Regions from separate parts of the Triticum aestivum genome. Here region 2 is linked to region 1. Evidence: chromatin contacts called from public Hi-C data. All regions are on one chromosome and are shown on one strand. Each heading gives the region's core, a stretch centred on a gene start, on an enhancer-like site or on the middle of the called end of the contact. The rest is flanking DNA. Distances are from core to core; before and after follow the strand shown. Region 1 has its middle 57 kb from the start of LOC123125521. Region 2 holds the start of LOC123122760 (BTB/POZ domain-containing protein At5g66560).

The links. Hi-C and Micro-C count contacts between places; a contact is called where the count stands out from the background.
Region 2: a contact with region 1 is called in a Hi-C map of leaf, with 4 times the contacts expected there. The contact joins the promoter of LOC123122760 here to the enhancer-like site in region 1. A contact is called at or near these places in 2 of 5 Hi-C or Micro-C datasets (both in leaf) and 1 of 1 datasets of contacts at active chromatin or transcription factors (leaf).

What each region holds. Positions count from the first base shown.
Region 1 is chr5D:461,349,926-461,353,901 of IWGSC CS RefSeq v2.1, forward strand. No RefSeq gene overlaps it. Among protein-coding and RNA genes, the nearest start is that of LOC123125521, 57 kb to the left of the region's middle. Within about 2 kb of position 1,621, at least 2 of the 8 cell types and tissues checked have an H3K27ac peak or open chromatin away from gene starts, as enhancers often do. A contact at or near this core is called in leaf, where this site is marked.
Region 2 is chr5D:461,462,638-461,466,613 of IWGSC CS RefSeq v2.1, forward strand. LOC123122760 (BTB/POZ domain-containing protein At5g66560) reads left to right here and starts at 2,198. Exons shown (of 4, transcript XM_044543099.1): 1 at 2,198-2,440; 2 at 2,563-2,632; 3 at 2,713-3,976. The coding sequence starts at 2,388.

The DNA of each region.
Region 1 (3,976 bases), core at 371-2,870:
AGAATAATAACGCAAGAACTGAAAACACAAATAAGAAAATAGCAAAGGAGACCACATAATAGAAAACGGCTTGAAGTTTCCCAAAACCTGGTGAGAAAGATTTCAAAGCTTTCTAAAAACAATCCTTGGAAACCGCTTCAGGTGCCCCTTAGACCTTGGACAATGCGAGATGCTTAGGGAGATGTTTCGTAAAATAAATCAAGTTTTTTCTTAACCATCGGTGCATATCTCTAAACTAGTTTTTTTAGACTAAGCATCATCCTTAACACATTTGCATTGTATAAGTCCTTAATGGGCCCGTCTAACGTTAAGGCTAGTGGTCAATCAGTCGGGATATCCATCACTGCGTTGCACCGTTTTAGTTTGGCGAAATTGTTAAACCAACGGACGGGTTACAGGAGGTTCATGGGCTCCTTCCTCTAATTCTTGCCACCCCTGATTTTCAGCGGGTGGGACCCCTCCCTCCCCCTTGAACCAATCACCATCTGCCAAGTCATAATGTCCCTGTAAAACCCACGTAATGATTCATGAATGTAGCATTACTCTTAATTTGGTCGTGGTCTCCGCCCGCCGGATCACATCGGCTTTACGCGCGTTTACGTACCGCCATGCCGCCATTGGTCATTGTTGAGCTTCGGCTGACAAACCTCCGTATCAAACAGCAGAAACGCATCGGACAGACTAGTGAGTACTTTGGTTGCGCACGGTCGCACCGGCCGGATGGTAGCTTCCATTGCCCTTTTCATCAACGACATCAAATCTATGGATTAGACATTTAATATTTACTCCTTTTGAAAAGAAATATAAAAGCATAATGATTTAAACGCTCTTATATTTTTTTATGAAAAAGGAGTGCTCGTTAGCAGCCACTGGCACTGCAGCGTCGTATCGTGAGTCGGTAAAGAGTCTCTTGACTTTATGCCGTACGTACTACGCGCGGGGCAAAGTAGGAGAATATTTTTTTTAACATCAGTACAGACACAAGCGCTCATATACACGCGCATACACTCACCCCTATGAACGCATACACGCACACCCTACCCCTATGAGCACCTCCGAAAGACTGAGCCGGCATATCATCTAGAGATTTATGAAGTCACGGTAGACGCCTCGTTCTCCTCCCACTGAATGCGCATCGCCGGAAATCCTGAAATAAATCTAGGAATAAATGCGAGTACCAGGATTTGAACCCTGGTGGGCTGAGGATACCACAGTCCCTCTAACCATCCAACCACATGTTGATTCGCAATAGGAGAATATTTTAATATATACATACGCGTAGATACATGATGGCGGCGCCCCAGTGCAAAAAACCTAGCAGTAGTACAAGTGTACAACTAACAGCCCGTGCAGCCGAGTAATAACCAATTCCCTGCCCCCAAAGGAATCTTTGTTTTGGCAAATACTCCAGCTAAACAAACCGACGCCGCTGACATGGACGTGACACCAAACATTTCGTGCAATAACACGTCAGAAAAACATTTCGTGCAATGAGACCTTCCTTGCAATCCAAACTTTGTCGAATTATTAGGGCCTTTCCGGACACGAGGGTCGGTCAGATCGGCTTGGTCTGAACCCGAACGGACGCTGCTACGGCACACCGCCGTCACCAGAGATCATGATGGCGCGAGAAAAGGCGCGTCGACCCATATCTCCCCAAAAGCGAGGGATCATGCACGCCACGGTATGGGAAAAGGGAGCAATTACCGTCGCCTTTTCTGCCGTTTCTTTGCTGTCGTCCATGGTCGTGCGGCCAAATCGCACCAACTTTATCGTGTCCCTACGCCCGCCACATGCGTCATCACATAGACCGGCCGCCGTCGTCGCCTTGGCAGGTTCTCTCCGGCGCCGAGAGACAATTTCGCCGTATCTTGCTCCGAATCCAAGCGGATGCTACACGTCTACGACTACAACCAGGGTCGCTCGGGTGACAACTCCGTTAAGCATCTCTAGCAGAGTCGCTAAGAGCAATTCGAATGGACGACCCATTTTATCCGCTGCGTTCGTTTGGGTCGGCACGGACAAAAGCAAAGGCCCAACGCGTCGACTCAAACCCAAATCGCGTCTCTACGCGTCCACGCCGACGCATTTATGACCCAAATTTGCAGCCCAAATGCGACGGCACGGACGCGAAGTGGACCCGCCGCGCGTCCCCTCGGTGTCCGCCGCGGTCTCACTTGGCGGCCACCCAACTACCACCCGTCGTCTAATTTATGACGACCACCGACAGAGGGCTCACTAGTCAGCCAGTGGAAGCATCCTTTTTTAACCCACGCGTGCGGCGGGGGCCGGCCTCATCCACTTCCGTCCACATCTGGCCCCACACCACCCTCTTGTGCTTCCTCGCCGGCGACACCCCCAAACCCTAGCAATGGGCCTCTTCGGCAGCAGCAGCCGCCAGGGCAAGTGCACCCCCGGCGCCTCATCCTCCCGTGCTCCTCCTCCCCTCCTCCGCCGCCGGCGCGCGTCCGCCCAGGTCGTCGGCGTCTGCACATCCCGGTGCACCAAGCGCGGTGGCACTGGGAGCATAGGCAGCCGCTGCCTTACCCCGATGTGACGCTGCTGCACCACTGGCACCTCGATCCGCACCGGATCCCAGCCGGCGGTTCCGCAGACACAACGGGCGCACGATGAGGAGGTGCGCAGGTGCCAGGCGCAGCTCACGCCGGCGCAGCGGCGGATGCACGAGTATGCCGCCGACTCTCCCAACTGGGAGGCCTGGTTTGCCCTCGAACACGAGGAGCAACGGAGGCTAGGCGTCGATGCCAACCCGCAGTTTTCACTGCCGCCCCCGCGGGTAGAGCCGGAGGAAATGGAGGCTGAGGCGGAGTACCAAGCCGCCCTCGAGCAGGCCCTGCAGCACGCGCAAGAGGCTAGCCGGATCGACGAGGACGCGCATTGGGATGGGTTGGAGCAAGCCCTTGCCTTGTCGACGGCGGGGGACTTCGTCCACACCCCGCTCTTCGTCCCGCCTCCACCGCCGCCGCCGCCGTCGTCGAGCCCAAGCCGGATCCGGAGCCAATGCGATAGCGCTCCCCGCCTGCACCCACTTTGTGACGCCCGGATAATTAAGCTACAGTAACCCTCTGCTAATGATGCCACGTCACCTTGATTACTGTTGCTAGTCTTGCGTTAGTTCGAAACCGATTCGAATTCAGATTCAAAATCAAGCAAACAATAAAAGTTTTCAATTACTAAAACTAAAATGTTTGGAGTGTGCCAATTAATGCCTAGCTAATTATGGTGAAGAAACCATGCTTTTACAAAAAAGCCTAAATACTTTAAAATGAATTAAAACAAAAATAATAATAATGAAAAGAACAAAAACAGAAAACAAAACTAACAATAAAACAATAAAAAAGATAAGAACCCTCCCTGGGCCGTTTGGCCACCTGACCACTAGCAGGCCGGCCCACCCACTACCCCGACCTACATACCCCGGTCCAACCCCCCGCAAACCCTAAACACCCCCACTCCTCCCGATCCCCTCGCTCCTCTCTCCCACCACGACCCGATCTGGATCGGGGGCGCTCGCCTCCCCCCGACGTCGGCGCCCACCCCCGGCGTCGCCCCGCCGCTCGATATCGCCGGCACCAACTCGTCATCAACACAGCGTCGCCCCGTCGTCCCCTGCGCCCATCGCTGACGCCGCTCGTCGCTCGTCGTCCCCGTCCCCCACCTCGCACCCCACTGCCCTTGACCCTACGCCCAACGGTGAGGCCCCCGGCCTCTTCCCCTCTGCCCTCCGCCCTCGCACGCCGTTAGCCACGACCACGTGCCGCCGCCACCCCGTACCCACCGTGCGCAGCCACCGCGCCCGTCCGCGCTCACCACGGCCGCGTCGGCCACGCGCTGCATCGCCCCGGCCGCGCTCACCGCGGCCCCGCCCCACCCAGCGCTCGCGCCGTCCACTTCGGCCCCCGCCGCAGCCGCACCCTGTGCGCGCCGCCCGCCCGTGCTGCGCCCCTGCTCGCGG
Region 2 (3,976 bases), core at 948-3,447, 110 kb after region 1:
GAGCTGCACAACTACAATGGCAGCGGCGGCGGCGGCGGCGAGGGAAGAGTGGGGAAGAGTGGAGAAGAATGGATGGCGTGCGGCCGGAGGAAGGGAGGGGGGTGGATAGAAAAAGGCGCCCCTGTGCCACCGACGGGCGGGCCAGGGGAGGACACGCGCAGACGGCCCGCGCATCCGCGTGCTGTCCGTTTCACCCCAAAAGCGGCGCAAATTTGGGCCCGGGATGGGTCGAAAGCGGACAGAAAACGGACAAAAGTCCATTTGCGCCCGCGTGCTGGGCTGTCTGGTTCGTCCGTTTTACCTCAAACGGACGTGCGCGGACAGGATGGGGTCGCACGGTGGAGTTGGCCTTAGTACAGCGGGGCGATTTGCGGGATGAGCTAGAGATGCTGTGAGCTAGGTTAAAAAGAGGTACTATGATTGTGTGGCGTCATCGAGACATGGAGGGAAAGTGTGAAATTCTATTGAAGATGCTCTAGGAATTGAAGGACCGTCTGCGCCCGATGCGCGGGTCCAGGATCTCTTGGACGGCGCTAGGCAGCCTTGAAGGCTGGTCCGAGGGACCGCGGACGCCCATGCGACGTGGAAGTTGAATGCTGGAACTCTTCAATTCTCTTGTCCGGCGGTCGGAGCTTGGCAGCATGCAAACACAGTTACTAAACTCATCTCGTGCCCTCGAGTGCAAGGCCCAGGCTGGCCATGCAGGCCTGGGGTCGGATGTCTCCGGCGGCGGAACCGCTACCGATACCCACGGCGGCTGCCGGCGATCCCCGCCGTCTTCAGTGTCCGCCTTCGCCGTCCCCGGCAGCCACCGGCGGTTCACTAGCTAGCAAGTGCTTGGAGGGAGGGAAGGGGCCCGCCTCGCAGATCTTCCTGGTTTCGCAGTCGGCAAGTGATGACCTCCACCTGTAAACGTCAAGCAGTGAGAGGAGCACGGCCAGAGCTTGCCACTGGCACCACTGTGTGATCTCATCCGTCCGCATAGTGCTCAGCTTGAATGCGCCGTTTCGGCGTGGTGGCCGGCGCTCGTCTCGTCTGACCGACCGGCCGCCGCTTACATACATGGCCTGCAACGCCCCACGCGGCCACGCCGTCGACGCCGACCGTGCCCATGCGTGCTGATGCTGTAGACAGATGAATAAAAGGATAGCGGAAAACGAAAGGAAGAATGGTGATTAGTGGTGGAGAAGAGAGGAGATGGAGCCAGCAGTAAAGCAGAGGACGGATTCAAACAATCCCATCTCCATCCGGCCGACCGAAAGCCAACAATTAGAGAAGGCAGCAAAAAAAACAAAAACAAAAACTTGGCGATGGTGACCACGATGAGTACCTACCGCAAAAGATGTCTGAACAGGCGATGCCATTTGCGATAGCGCTGCAAATTGTCGTGCCAAAACACAACCGCCGAGGGCAAGAGCGTGGCCATCTCATTTTCTCGGCGCCTTTCCCATTTCACGAAGAGAAGAAAAGGGCAGGATTTTCCTCCCCCATTTCCTTTTCACCCGCCTTTGCTTTTGCCCTTTTCTGTTTCTTCCCTGCCAAAATCCAAAGCCTACAATCAATTCTTTTTTAACTTTCTAGCTTAGACCAACAACAAAGTGGGTGGTCTGCCCCAAGGCCAAGGAACTTTCCAGGCCAGGAATTCCAAACCGGCGCAGCCCTCCCGTGAAAAACCCACGATGGCGACGACGCGACGTGATCCGATCCCCATGCTGCCGGTCCATGTCATGGTGCCATGGTGGAGTGGTTAGTTAGCTCACACGCCTCATCCATCCAGCGAACAAGTTAGCACAGTACTAAGCACAAAATAATAAAGATAGGATTTTATTGTGAAAAATAAACTAGGAGGAGGCGGCCATAGCTTTCCATCCGTGTCACCGGCAATAACTCCCTGCCGCGCGCTGCTGACACTGTCACCGGAAGGGAACCGGCTCCTCTACCGTCCAGTGAGCACGGTAGGGATGCTACAGGAGCCTGCCTTTGGGCATCTATCAGCTGTCAGATGTAGTATAAACGGCTCAGATCACTTTGCTACAGTACATAAACAGTGCGCATGCTACAGGACGAGAACAGTGCATCCCGCTACAGTGCAGGGAAACAGTGTTCGGTTACAGTGCACACTGCCGTGCCTTCTGTTTTTACCCTGCCTGGGACACTGTAGCATCCCTGCCGTGCCCACTGCACGGCAGAGGAGCCGGTTCCCACCGGAAGTGGGATGCTCAGGCCGCCTTCCTAAATACGCCTACCCACCACCCTCGGCCTGGCCTCCCTCAATTATACGGGGAGCCAGCCCCGGCCTCAGAGGGTATGTAAATGCGGTCGTCGTCGTCTTCCAAATCACAGCTCGGGACAGCGAGGAGGAGCAGGAGCAGCGGGGGCGGCCTGCCATGTCGTCTTCGTCCATGGCGCGGCACGGCCCGTCGAGGGCCGGCGAGGCGTGGTGAGTCCAGTGTCTCCTCTCCGATTTCCGGTCGGTGCTACGGTGGGTGGAACGGGGAATTGCGTCGGTCGTTTTGTCGGCGGATTCTGATGGATTTTGTTGTTTTCGCCGGGAATCGGCAGGTTCTGCACCACCGGGCTGCCCAGCGACGTCGTCTTCGAGGTGCAGGACATGAGCTTCCACCTCCACAAGGTGGGTTTCTCCTTGATCCCTCGTGTGTCCTTTCTGTGCTCGACGAAATTCCGCTGAGAGGCTAATGTTTGCGCGCGCAGTTCCCGCTCATGTCCAAGAGCCGCAAGATCAGCCGCATGCTTGCCGAGCAGGACGAGCAGCGTCCGCCGGGCCAGCCGCGGCGTCGGCGGCGTGGGAGCTCCGGAGGCAATGCCGAGGAGCATGCTGCTCCTGCTGCGGCGGCGGAAACAGAGATTGAGGAAGCAGAGGAGGAGGACGGGGACGAGGAACAGCAGCAGGTTAGTATGGAGGACGGCAAGTCGTACCGCATCACTTTCCCGGACTTCCCCGGTGGGCCGGGCACCTTCGAGGCGGCGGCCAAGTTCTGCTATGGCGTCCGCGTCGAACTCACGCCCTGGAACGTCGCGCCGCTGCGGTGCGCGGCCGAGTACCTGGAGATGACCGAGGAGCACTCCGAGGACAACCTGGCCGCGCGCGCAGAGGCCTACCTTTCGCAGGCCGTGCTCCGCCACCCCGGCGAGGCCACCAAGGCGCTCAAGTCCTGCGAGGACCTGCTGCCGCACGCCGAGGAGCTCGGCATTGTCGCCCGCTGCGTGGAGGCCATCGCCGCGCGCTCGTCGGCGACGTCGCGCTCCTGGTTCGGCGACCTGGCCGTGCTCGGCCTGCACATGTACAAGCGGGTGATGGCGGCCATGGCCGCGCGCGAGGACGTGAGGACCGAGGCTTTGGAGGGCTGCCTCGTGTCCTACGCCAAGGCCACCCTCCCCGGGCTGTCGAGGTCCATGAGGTGGCGCCGCGCGTCCGCGCCGGTGTCGTCGGAGGTGGAGCAGAGAGACCTCCTGGAGGCGGTGGTCGCCAGCCTCCCGGCGGACAAGGGCTCGGGGAGCGTGGTGACCGCGAAGTTCCTGTTCGCGCTGCTGCGGACGGCGCACATCCTGCGCGCTTCGGACGCGGCGCGCGCCGCGATCGAGCGGAAGGCCGCGACGCAGCTGGAACAGGCAACGGTGGAGGACGTGCTCATCCCGAGCTACTCCGGCGCCGCGGAGACGCTCTACGACGTGGACTGCGTCGAGCGGGTGGTCAGGCACTTCCTGGCCGAGGAGGAGGTCGGCGAGGACGAGGCGTCGTCGTCAGCCGCAATCACCGAGGAGGAAGCGGCGGCGAGGACGACGGCGTCGCGCCCGTCGGCCGTGGCAATGACGCAGGTGGGCAAGCTGGTGGACAACTACCTGGCAGAGGTCGCGTCCGACGCCAACCTGAAGCCAGCCAAATTCTGCGAGCTCGCGCTGGCAATGCCGGACCACGCCCGCATCTACGACGATGGCGTCTACCGCGCCGTCGACA